Linked DNA regions of Hermetia illucens: region 1 is linked to region 2. The links are chromatin contacts, called in public Hi-C maps. All regions are on one chromosome and are shown on one strand. The core of a region is the stretch at or near the end of the contact, and the rest is flanking DNA. Distances in the headings are between cores, read along the strand shown.

Region 1 (4,839 bases), core at 1,348-3,847, 140 kb after region 2:
TAATCCCATAAGTACCAAAGAGATTAAGCTCGCTTTCGTTGCTCCACAAAACACGACTCCAATCAGCGACTGATCAATCTTTATGAGTTTCCGCAAGTATCTATCTTTCATATTTTTCTTCGAAATACAAGGTTTTTTTGATGGTCCTCGCTCCATTAGTCCATTTTTACTAAAAGTTATTATAATTAGGCCATATTAGTAAAAATCAACTGTTTCACAACCGCAAAAGAGGCTGAGCAGCTGGTGTCGATATTTAAACATTGTAAAATTCAGCAGCTTCTTTCGAACATGTGTACTATTTTTGTGCAAATTGTCTCGCGCAACGTTAACCAAGGATCTGCGCATTGATTTCGTTAAGTTAGTTATTCATCCACCTCCTTTTGAACGATCCACCGTACGGCTTTCCCTGCGTTTTTATGGACTCTCCATTAATAATAATAATAATCGTTGGCGCAACAATCCATATTGGATCAGGGCCTTGAAGTGTGTTAGAGCACTTCATTCAAGACCGTAATTCAGAATAGCCTGCAGGAGGCAATGTGGTCAGCATTGCGCTCTGATTTGACTCAGGAACTCATTCACAGCTGAGTCGACTGGTATCCGACGTCAAATCACGATGCAAATTCCACTGCCTCTCCATTGCGCAGATTTTGTGACACCAAAAACCACTCCGATTTCTCATAAAGTGTTACCATTCTCGATTGCACTTATCATAGGTTCCTTTATCTCATTTGAAATTATTTTAGTACGAGGCATCTTTTAAAAACTGTAATATCCAACTTAAAGAAAAAAGCTTATAAAGTTTTGACCGATTAAAATTTGTACGATTTTAATTTTTCTTGATTTTGTTTTATTTTTTAAAAATTTAAATTCACAGCAAAAACATATATGCGAAAAAATATGCAAAAAGCTTCAGTGCAAAAAAAAATTTTGAAATACATCAAAAAATAGAAATTTCAGAAGCATTTGATTCTCTTCACAGAGAAGTTTCCGTTTTGAACCTGCTGCAGATGATAAACTCATTCCATACTCAATAATATAACATTCTCTGATTTTGACGTTTTTTTACAACTTGGGTGGGTTATCATTTTACTTTATTGTCATGTGCATTGGCGGATTAAAAACCGTTTGCTGTTGAAATGACTCATGCATAAAGAGAAGCATCTTTCTTTATCAGAGCAAATAAGTTGACGGAACTGAAGCTTATCTCGCAGCAACCAATACGGGATGGGATGGAATGAGCCCTTCCCTTTCGCTTACATTTCTTGTTCCAACGATCGAGGAATTACATCAGTGAGGGCACCTAGATGGAAGCGACACTCATAGTTAACTTAGCATTTCTTCTTCGCTCCCATTTTCATACACGCTAATTACTTTTGACCTTATCTGATTTTCTCAAGCAATCTATGGGTAAAGCGTTATTCTGTAAATCCTGAAAATTCAGTCAAAGGAAAAGAAATTTACATAAAAATGCGAATTTTCATCTGTTGCATACATAGCACGTAGTACACGGGGAATCCCTAAAGCTATTTCCAATGCATAAAATGGTATTATTCGAGGAATGTTATGCCATTTAGGCGATAAGTTCTCAAGACATGGCGTTGAACAAAGAAATTTCTCAACTGCGATGCCAACCAAGAAAAACAAAGATGTTGTGCAGTCATACCCTTACAAACTGTATAATTTCTAGTTGGTCTATTCCTAATTTGACACTCAGCAGGGCGAAGATCCGACTTTATGGAAAAATCAATCGTATGTTCCCGAGTCACACAATATTTTCCAGAAAATGACGCCAATCCCATGACATACCGTGACAAATGCTTCAAGAGCTGATTCTTAATGATTGACACCATCGCTCCACTTGTTTGTACCGCGCGTTTTCAAAGTTTTTCCCGTCAATAGTTTCACTTATCCAAAACAGACACAATACCCACGACTGCACCAACTGACATTTTCACCCTGTCTAATGACAAACGCCATGACAGGTCAATAGAAAGCAACAAGAAACAAACACGACGACTCCAAACGAACCATACGGTGCACTCACGAAGATTTGACAATTAGCTCTGGACTTTGTCACTGTTAAATTACAGCTGCGTGACGTATGGGGTTTGCGAGCCTCGCGAAGCCCACGATGACAAGCGCAGCGAATGTCGTTCTTTTTGCCGTCTGAGCGTTTAATTGACAAAACGCAATTTTGAAGAGGTAATTACTTAGCAAATACTTTATGTAATTGGATACATTGTATGCAACGTTATTTAATGGAATATTCTCTTTGTTCCTCAGTTGATTTGACATTTCGTCGCAATGCGAAGGCGATCAAAAACTAACATAATGCTCGCTGTTAGACGCAAACCGCAAACACACTTGGCGAGTGTCGTGAACGTCAAACGGGTCAAACGGCCAAACGGCACTCAGCGAACTTGTGATGCAGTTCATTGAACTACGAGTACGAGTCATGGAGAATGCTAGAGCAACATAGAAAATGGAACTTCCATGAAGTAGCTAAAGCCAAAAACAAAATATTTTAGATTAGATTTTATTTTCAAAAACAAGTGAAATTCATAAATATTAGTAGTCTCGTGAACGCGAGACTACTAATTGCCCACCGCGATTATCAGCTCATTTTTTCTGGCAGTGCTGAGTTGACATCTATCCAAAAACATAGAATCTAAATGTCATTTTGACTTATATCAGCGGCAGGTGTCCCCGGCTGTCAAGTTGCAATTATTCCCGGTTTGCATGCTATGCTGGCTTTTTTTGGCTCGCGTGAATGTAGAAAAGTTACAACCTCGTCTTTAACTGTTTATCTGTTTTGTTGCTTTCTATAGTGATATTGGAAATGGTGGAGTTAATGAATGGTATTTTGTCCCGAGTGATCGGAGAGAACTGCACGGAACGCTATCTAGTCGACTATGATTTTTTCGATGGTAATTGTCTGAGAGATTTTAGATTAAAACACATTGACCGCAGTTGCGTCAGAACTCGAATTTAAATAGAAAACATTTGGCACTTCTAGTGATACCACGTTAAGGATCTGGCGCACATCTACTCAGTGCCTCACTATGCTTTGTGGCATGGTGAACGCGTAATCCCATTTGCATTGATTAACTAATTGATTGGCACACGTAGGAAATGCGCTGAGATACCGGACAGCGGGTTCTCGAACCGGATAACTTTACACATATCAAATCAAAGATTCAAATTCGGTACAAGAACCTAAAAGTTGTGCACTTATTAGTTAACCCCTCTTGTGGCAGCAGTTTCGATACTCACCGCGTTAGGTTTTATCTGGTGATTACACGGGAAAATCTAATTTGCTCCGTAAAGTATATTATTAAGCGATGGCCACTTAGTTTCTAAAGAATTAATAAAATACACAAATGTGCATTCAAGGGTTCGTTGGAATTCCAATTGTGGGAATGGGTTGTTTTTGAGTCTTGGGGGAAATCAACATGATCCGATGCAGGAAATATAGTGCTTGGAAATGGTTCGATTATTGTCGGTTGGGCTACAAGCCAACAGTAAGAAGGCCCACTGCGAAACAAATGCGTGTGGGCGGACAGACGAACTTGTTTTTTTAATAAAAGACTGACTATCCATTTGTCCGAAAATTCATCAAATTTACATATTGCAAAAAGATTGCATTTGCAAATATCGTTTACGTATAAAATAAATAACATACATATTCTATATTCCTGATCATTCCCTTAAATATTCACGAAGAACTAAAGAAACTATTAAAAAGTTGGAAGATATATTCTTAACAGCATTAAAAAATAACTTTATTGATAAAAAGGTTCAAAGCATGCTTTCATGTTCCGCATTTTCTAGATTTTCCGAATACACAGGATCTTCGGAGATTCCGTTACCAACTTCTTTATATGTTATGTTTTGGACTGCTCGCGAAAACACATTCGTACAATTCGATTTTTGCAGGCTGACTGATGCCATGCTGAATTAACAGATAGTACCACAAGATTGTAGCCTTTATCTGAAATATGTTGCCGCAAAATTAGTCTCCAGCCTATTAGGCCAGTGAAACTTGGGTGATCATTGCGGATTAAGAATATTGCTGGGTGTGTCGTTACTTGGAACTGAGCCTTCATACTTGAACTGGTTATTGAAACACTCTGAGAGGCTTTCCGAGCCTCTTGTTAAATGAAACGCCGAAACTTAACACTATTCCCGTGAATTCATATCATTGGACGTTGCAAAAGAAACACGTTCTACAAGTTTTCTACAACTTTATTACAAGTGTTCGGATAGTTGAGCGGTTACAAGCGAAAGTCGCGTTTTAAATCCGAATACTGGCAAAGGATTTGTATCCCGACTGGATGTCAAATGCCGGTGGACGCAACTGTAAGTACCTAACTGAAACCAGAGTAATAATCACGAGAACGCGCAATACTGATCACATTGTTTCCTACAGTGTATCGTAGTCATATCGTGTTTCGTCGACAATCCTGGATGAAGTGCAAATTGGTTTGTCGCGCCAACAATTATTATTTCCGAGTTGTCAGAATCTCACAATCGAATATCACACTAAGTGCCAAGCATTTGAGTTCGCACGATGCTACCTACTTAAAAATAAATACGTGGAATCTATAAGAGACCTGTTTTGCAGGTCGACCAGCAATCCATACTGACACAAGAAGTCTGCACCTAGTATGGGGAAGCGAAAATGTCCTACGCAAGCCAAGAGTCACGTCCACTTGCCTATACCCGTAGGTGTTGATACGGGAGGTATTTGCCGCTGCTAATTTCAGAGGTTGTGGAAATAGTCGATGGTGCTGGGGTACGGGAAGAGCCGAAATTTCCGCTCCAGTACCCTCCAGG
Region 2 (4,736 bases), core at 1,550-4,049:
CACTTGTAATATGACGGTCTCAAGCCCGTAGTAGAGCCAACAGTAATTTGTTCACAAACCTTAATATTTGCAATATTTGCAGCCATTTGAGCCGAAGAGTTGGGTTCGTCAGAAGCCAGCAGCTGCTTTAGTTTGCCCTTAGCCATGGACGTTCCTGAAACAGGCAGCTTTCCCGAGAACGGTTATTAATCCTATAATAACCCCCAACCCGGAGGACCAGTTGGTTTATTTTTTTTTCGTTTTTACTGAAGAGAGGCCCTTTCATTCTTCCCCGTATGTAGTTGTTCGTTAAAAAGGAAAGATGAAAAGCAATTCCCAAGTGGACTCGGAGATAGGATTTAATAACAGAGCTGTCAGTGTTGGGTTAACAAGATACCAATCCATACTTTTTTTACCCTGTACAATGCAGCAGCATCTATGGTCAATGAAAATATGTACTTCCGTCCCAGGGACTTTCTCGCCAAAAAAGTGAGATTAGCCGTGTTCACGCTTAATTGGAATTTCAAATAATGTCAACCTTAAGGAGCTATGGCGGGGAATTAAAATCCGCTCGTATATTCCGCAGGCGCTTTTAGCCTGCTTTGAAATTGATGGAAAGGAACCCTCATGCACCAACAAAAAAAAATGCATGTGTATGAAATCGACATTTTTCGTACTTGAAGTACCGAACAACTAGGTTTAAGGTAGTTTTAGTTTCTAATCATCTTTTGTTCTCTAGCAGTATTATTCTATTAAGGGGAAGTCGCGCCGCGTCCTCAAAGAACAATTGCGCTCTTTTTACTAGTTATAGTGTACCTATTAATCATAGTATCTCAAGCAAGCCGATAACCGTTAGGAATTTTAGTATATTCACTACTTCCAAATCTTTCAACTCTGCATCTGGTATTAAGTGTTCTCCCATATGCCTCGACCTACTTTGCACAAGTGCCGGATACTGTCCCAGGACGTATATAGAGGCTTCACCTCTCCTCTCTAGCAGTAAGTCGTACATATTATGCGCAGCATTATTTTGCACACGCCTCGGAAGCCCAACTCCTTTACTGAAAATACTTTCTTTGCTGATGACAGTAAAACATCCTCCGAAAATGAAAAAAAATGTGAATACTTTAACCCACTCCATTTGGCATAAATAAACAAGTTTTGGAATTCACAAATTATATTTGCAACTGAAGTCATTATTCAGGAGGGTCACCCCCGTTCCGCTGGATTACAACTATCGTAACTTATCGCTAAATGAACGCATGAGATATGAACAACTCATGCATTTGGCTTTAATCCCTATCACACGTCAATTTTGTTTCTACATGAATGGTTTACACAAGGCTAGACAATGGTCCACGCCACAAGCTACTTTCTTGATTTTAGCGTTAACAGCCGTTTTGAACGGGAAGTACTGATCCTTTTTATGACCTAAGCCCAAGCAGCCAAAACGGTTTTTGCCCCACATGAACAAATCGCCTTCCGAATTCACTGCCCCCATGTGGAAAACGCCGCTGCAGATCGACACAACTTTGCTGTCCATGTGGAAATCGGTCCGACCGAACAAAGGCGGGGGGATATGTCTAGGTTGGCTCGATTGCTCAACGTTAGGACCAAACCCTAGGATTCCGTAGCCCCAGGTGAATACGTCCCCTTCGTCGTTCAACGCCATGCACACTGAACCGCCCGCAGCGACATCTATAATTTTACCTAGCCCTTTAGTGATTTTCAGGTGCCTGGGGACACTGATTTGGGTCGGGGCATCCTCAGATTCCGACAGTTGTCCATACTCGGAGTTGCCCCAGCCAAACACTTCTCCTGCGGCATTCACGGCCAGCACGCAGTCTGCTCGCGAAGATACCTTGACTATCTTCTCGCCTTTAATGTCGCCTTCCACCTGTTGAGGTTCACTCGTGTTGTCAAAATTGTCCAGTCCGGTCTGTCCATCCGCACCCCATCCACAAGAATAAACGTTCCCTGATCGCATCAGGAAGAGCGTATGGTCTTGTCCGCACTCAACAGATTCCACGACGTCATCATCTCCCGCGAGTTTGTCAATTCGATTAATTATGCCACTCGATTTGTAAGCCTCATCCTCGACAATTCGACGGGCACATTGGCCATACGAGTTGTTCCCTAAGGTAAATACTGCCCCGTTCTTTGCAACTACTACCAGATGAGCGCGTCCGGCGGACATGCTTTTTATCTCAAGATCATCAGGCGTCTCACCCTCCTTTCGCGGCAAATTGATCGGTGTCGGGTAGATTACTATATCCCAAGTTGAGCCTGAGGGGCGTTGTTGTAGTCCCAGTTGCCCGTCAGTGTTCATCCCTGTCCCAAACAATGTTTCACCGTCCGTGCGACGAACTGCAAACGCCGAAAATCCATATCCAGCTGCAATATCCAGCACGTCCGTGTTCTCCCCAAACTGCAGCCTAGTGGGATGATGGACCACATGCCGGTAGTAGTCTTCACTTTGCTTCACGGATGTATTCACGCCTAACGCCCCCGTTCGCGACAAACCCCAAACGTAAGTGCGTAATCTGTTGCGGGACTTGATGGGGAATTCGTGAGCTGCAAGAAGTCAGAGACTAGTTTCTGAGGTTAGGTTTCCAATTTGTGGTCGTTACTTGAAAGTGAGTCGATGTCTTGAAGCAAAACACTCCTTTTGGCTTTCGACGTGTAATTGCGTATCCACTGCGTGCTGAAAGGAAAGCGTTTCATCCTTTCGAACTTAACTGGGGCACTTCATCTGACAAGTCGGAGCCGCGCGCGATGTAAACAAAGCGTCACGATAATGAGAGTTCTCCAGATTGTCAACTATGCACTAAACTTGAGCGATTCCACTACATCTAACGAATTATTTCGCGGTATTATTTAAAAATTCGAAAAGCCCATGTTTCTAATAACTTGCCTATCCTAACGAATGTCTGTCAAAATGGAGTTGACGCGGACATCGTAGTTGATTGAAATAAAATCCCTTTTCTGAATTTTTTCGATTATCCAAGTATTTTGCCAGAGGTTGGCAATGACATCTTGTCGCTACTAGAATCGTACTGCGGTCAGCTGACGAACGACAACAAGTTTTTCAGTATTGGCATAACTGGCGTGGCGACTACTTCCAATTCCCAATTGAAGTTCGATTTGACAGTGGTTGGGATGCGATTGTCGGTGGTTCAGACAAAATAGAGTAAATGCCTGCTTTTCAATAAGTGAAGTAAAAACCCACTCACAGTTGCTCTACAAAGTTTCACCTGATCCGAAATTGAAGGCGCTGCAGTTTCAAAGAAGGTGCCCATCCCGCGCTGTTATCCTGATACGACCCATTCCGGCGTTTGCAGCGACCTTCATGCAACCTTCACTTCACGTGTGTGATCAATAAAGTGAGGAATAATCACACTAGCGGGCAGGAAGAAGCGCGCCAAGCAACTCGTCGGAGCGTATCCATTGGCAAATAGCTGCTTGGAAAAGGATGAAATGAGTGATTTCGGACGCCCGTTGCCGCCTTCCGCGCGATAATGGCTAAGGCTGTTGCTGTGACCGTCGTTACTCCGTGAGTGGCACCGTGCTATTGCTTACGGGGTCCCCGCGACTCCTGTGCAAGATTAAAAACTCCAGGCGTCAAGCGCTAGCGCTCTGAGCTGGACTGCTAACTTTGTGCCGTATAAATGGTCACAGTCAGAATCGGAGAGATCCAGTAGTGGTTTCGATTTCGCTTTCAGTTGGTCGGTACTTATCGCCGCGAGTGAGTGTTGACGGGAGTTCCATCCACGGTGCATAATTCGGCCGAGAGAATCTGACAAACTAGTGGTTTCTATAGAAAGTGAACTTCTAAGAGTTTGGTGTGCTATTGAAGTTGCGGAGATGTGCGAACGCGAATTGAGCTGCGGCGCTGAGGTTACGCGCTATGTGGGCCGGACGAGGTTTAACCAGAATGGAGTTGTACAGCCTCTACTCACAGGTATGACCTTAGGCCTTTCGTGACGTCTGTCCAGTGCACAGGTGGAAGGGGCTCAGCGAGCAAACAGAGTCGCGTGTGGGCATCTTGCTATCGCGACGATGCTACATCCAACAGCAGGCGAAGACCCACCTGCGACTCGGAACATGACTGGCGCTTTGTGCGTGTGCTGGGGATGACTGTAACTTTGCTCCAATTATGACCGCATTTTTAATGACTACAAAAACCGTATATTTGCTTTGCGAATGATTCAAGCTCTCCCACCCACTTGCAACAACCGCGGCAGCCACTATTGCTCGAATGAGCGAATTGTTTGTGCCTTGCTCCAACATTTAGCGGGCACCAACTGCACTGCACCTATTTGTGACCACTCATCAACTTTCAGAACATTTACCATTAATGACTGTTAACATGGGAAGCGTATTACCTTACACAATTTACCCAGACTCTGGGCGACTTTTCTCCCCGCTACCAAAATCCGCCTTATCTGAACCTCTAACCAAGATTAAATCTGACACACTTCTGTGCTCTTGAACGTTTCGCGAAATCTTTGACCTTGCGTTGCTCTCTGGGATCTTGCGAAATGCTTATTTCACTGGAATAAGATAAGGAAATGAGTTCTTTTCATATTGGACGATGGACGTTCGTTTGAGTGTTCTGATGGGAATACAACCTTCTTTCTTCCATATCAGATCTATCCACGAAAATAAAGTAGTTCGCCATTTAAAAGTTGATAAGATTAACAATTTTTGTGTTGTGGTCTTCGGAGATAACCTCTCGGCGACTATAGAACGTATGA

What was found. Hi-C and Micro-C count contacts between places; a contact is called where the count stands out from the background.
Region 1: a Hi-C map of an unstated tissue shows a contact between it and region 2, with 5 times the contacts expected there. The contact joins the promoter of LOC119646556 here to the promoter of LOC119656414 in region 2. A contact is called at or near these places in 2 of 2 Hi-C or Micro-C datasets (an unstated tissue and whole body).

What each region holds. Positions count from the first base shown.
Region 1 is chr1:134,909,907-134,914,745 of iHerIll2.2.curated.20191125, forward strand. It overlaps LOC119646556 (mannose-P-dolichol utilization defect 1 protein homolog), which reads left to right and starts at 2,598. Exons shown (of 3, transcript XM_038047033.1): 1 at 2,598-2,930. The coding sequence starts at 2,843. It overlaps LOC119646554 (UHRF1-binding protein 1-like), which reads right to left and starts at 2,235. Exons shown (of 24, transcript XM_038047032.1): 1 at 1,810-2,235. The coding sequence starts at 1,853.
Region 2 is chr1:134,770,728-134,775,463 of iHerIll2.2.curated.20191125, forward strand. LOC119656414 (RCC1-like G exchanging factor-like protein) reads right to left here and starts at 2,800. Exons shown (of 2, transcript XM_038062799.1): 1 at 2,610-2,800; 2 at 1,139-2,553. The coding sequence starts at 2,703. The coding sequence ends at 1,301. LOC119656378 (nicotinate phosphoribosyltransferase) reads left to right here and starts at 3,084. Exons shown (of 11, transcript XM_038062798.1): 1 at 3,084-3,940. The coding sequence starts at 3,844.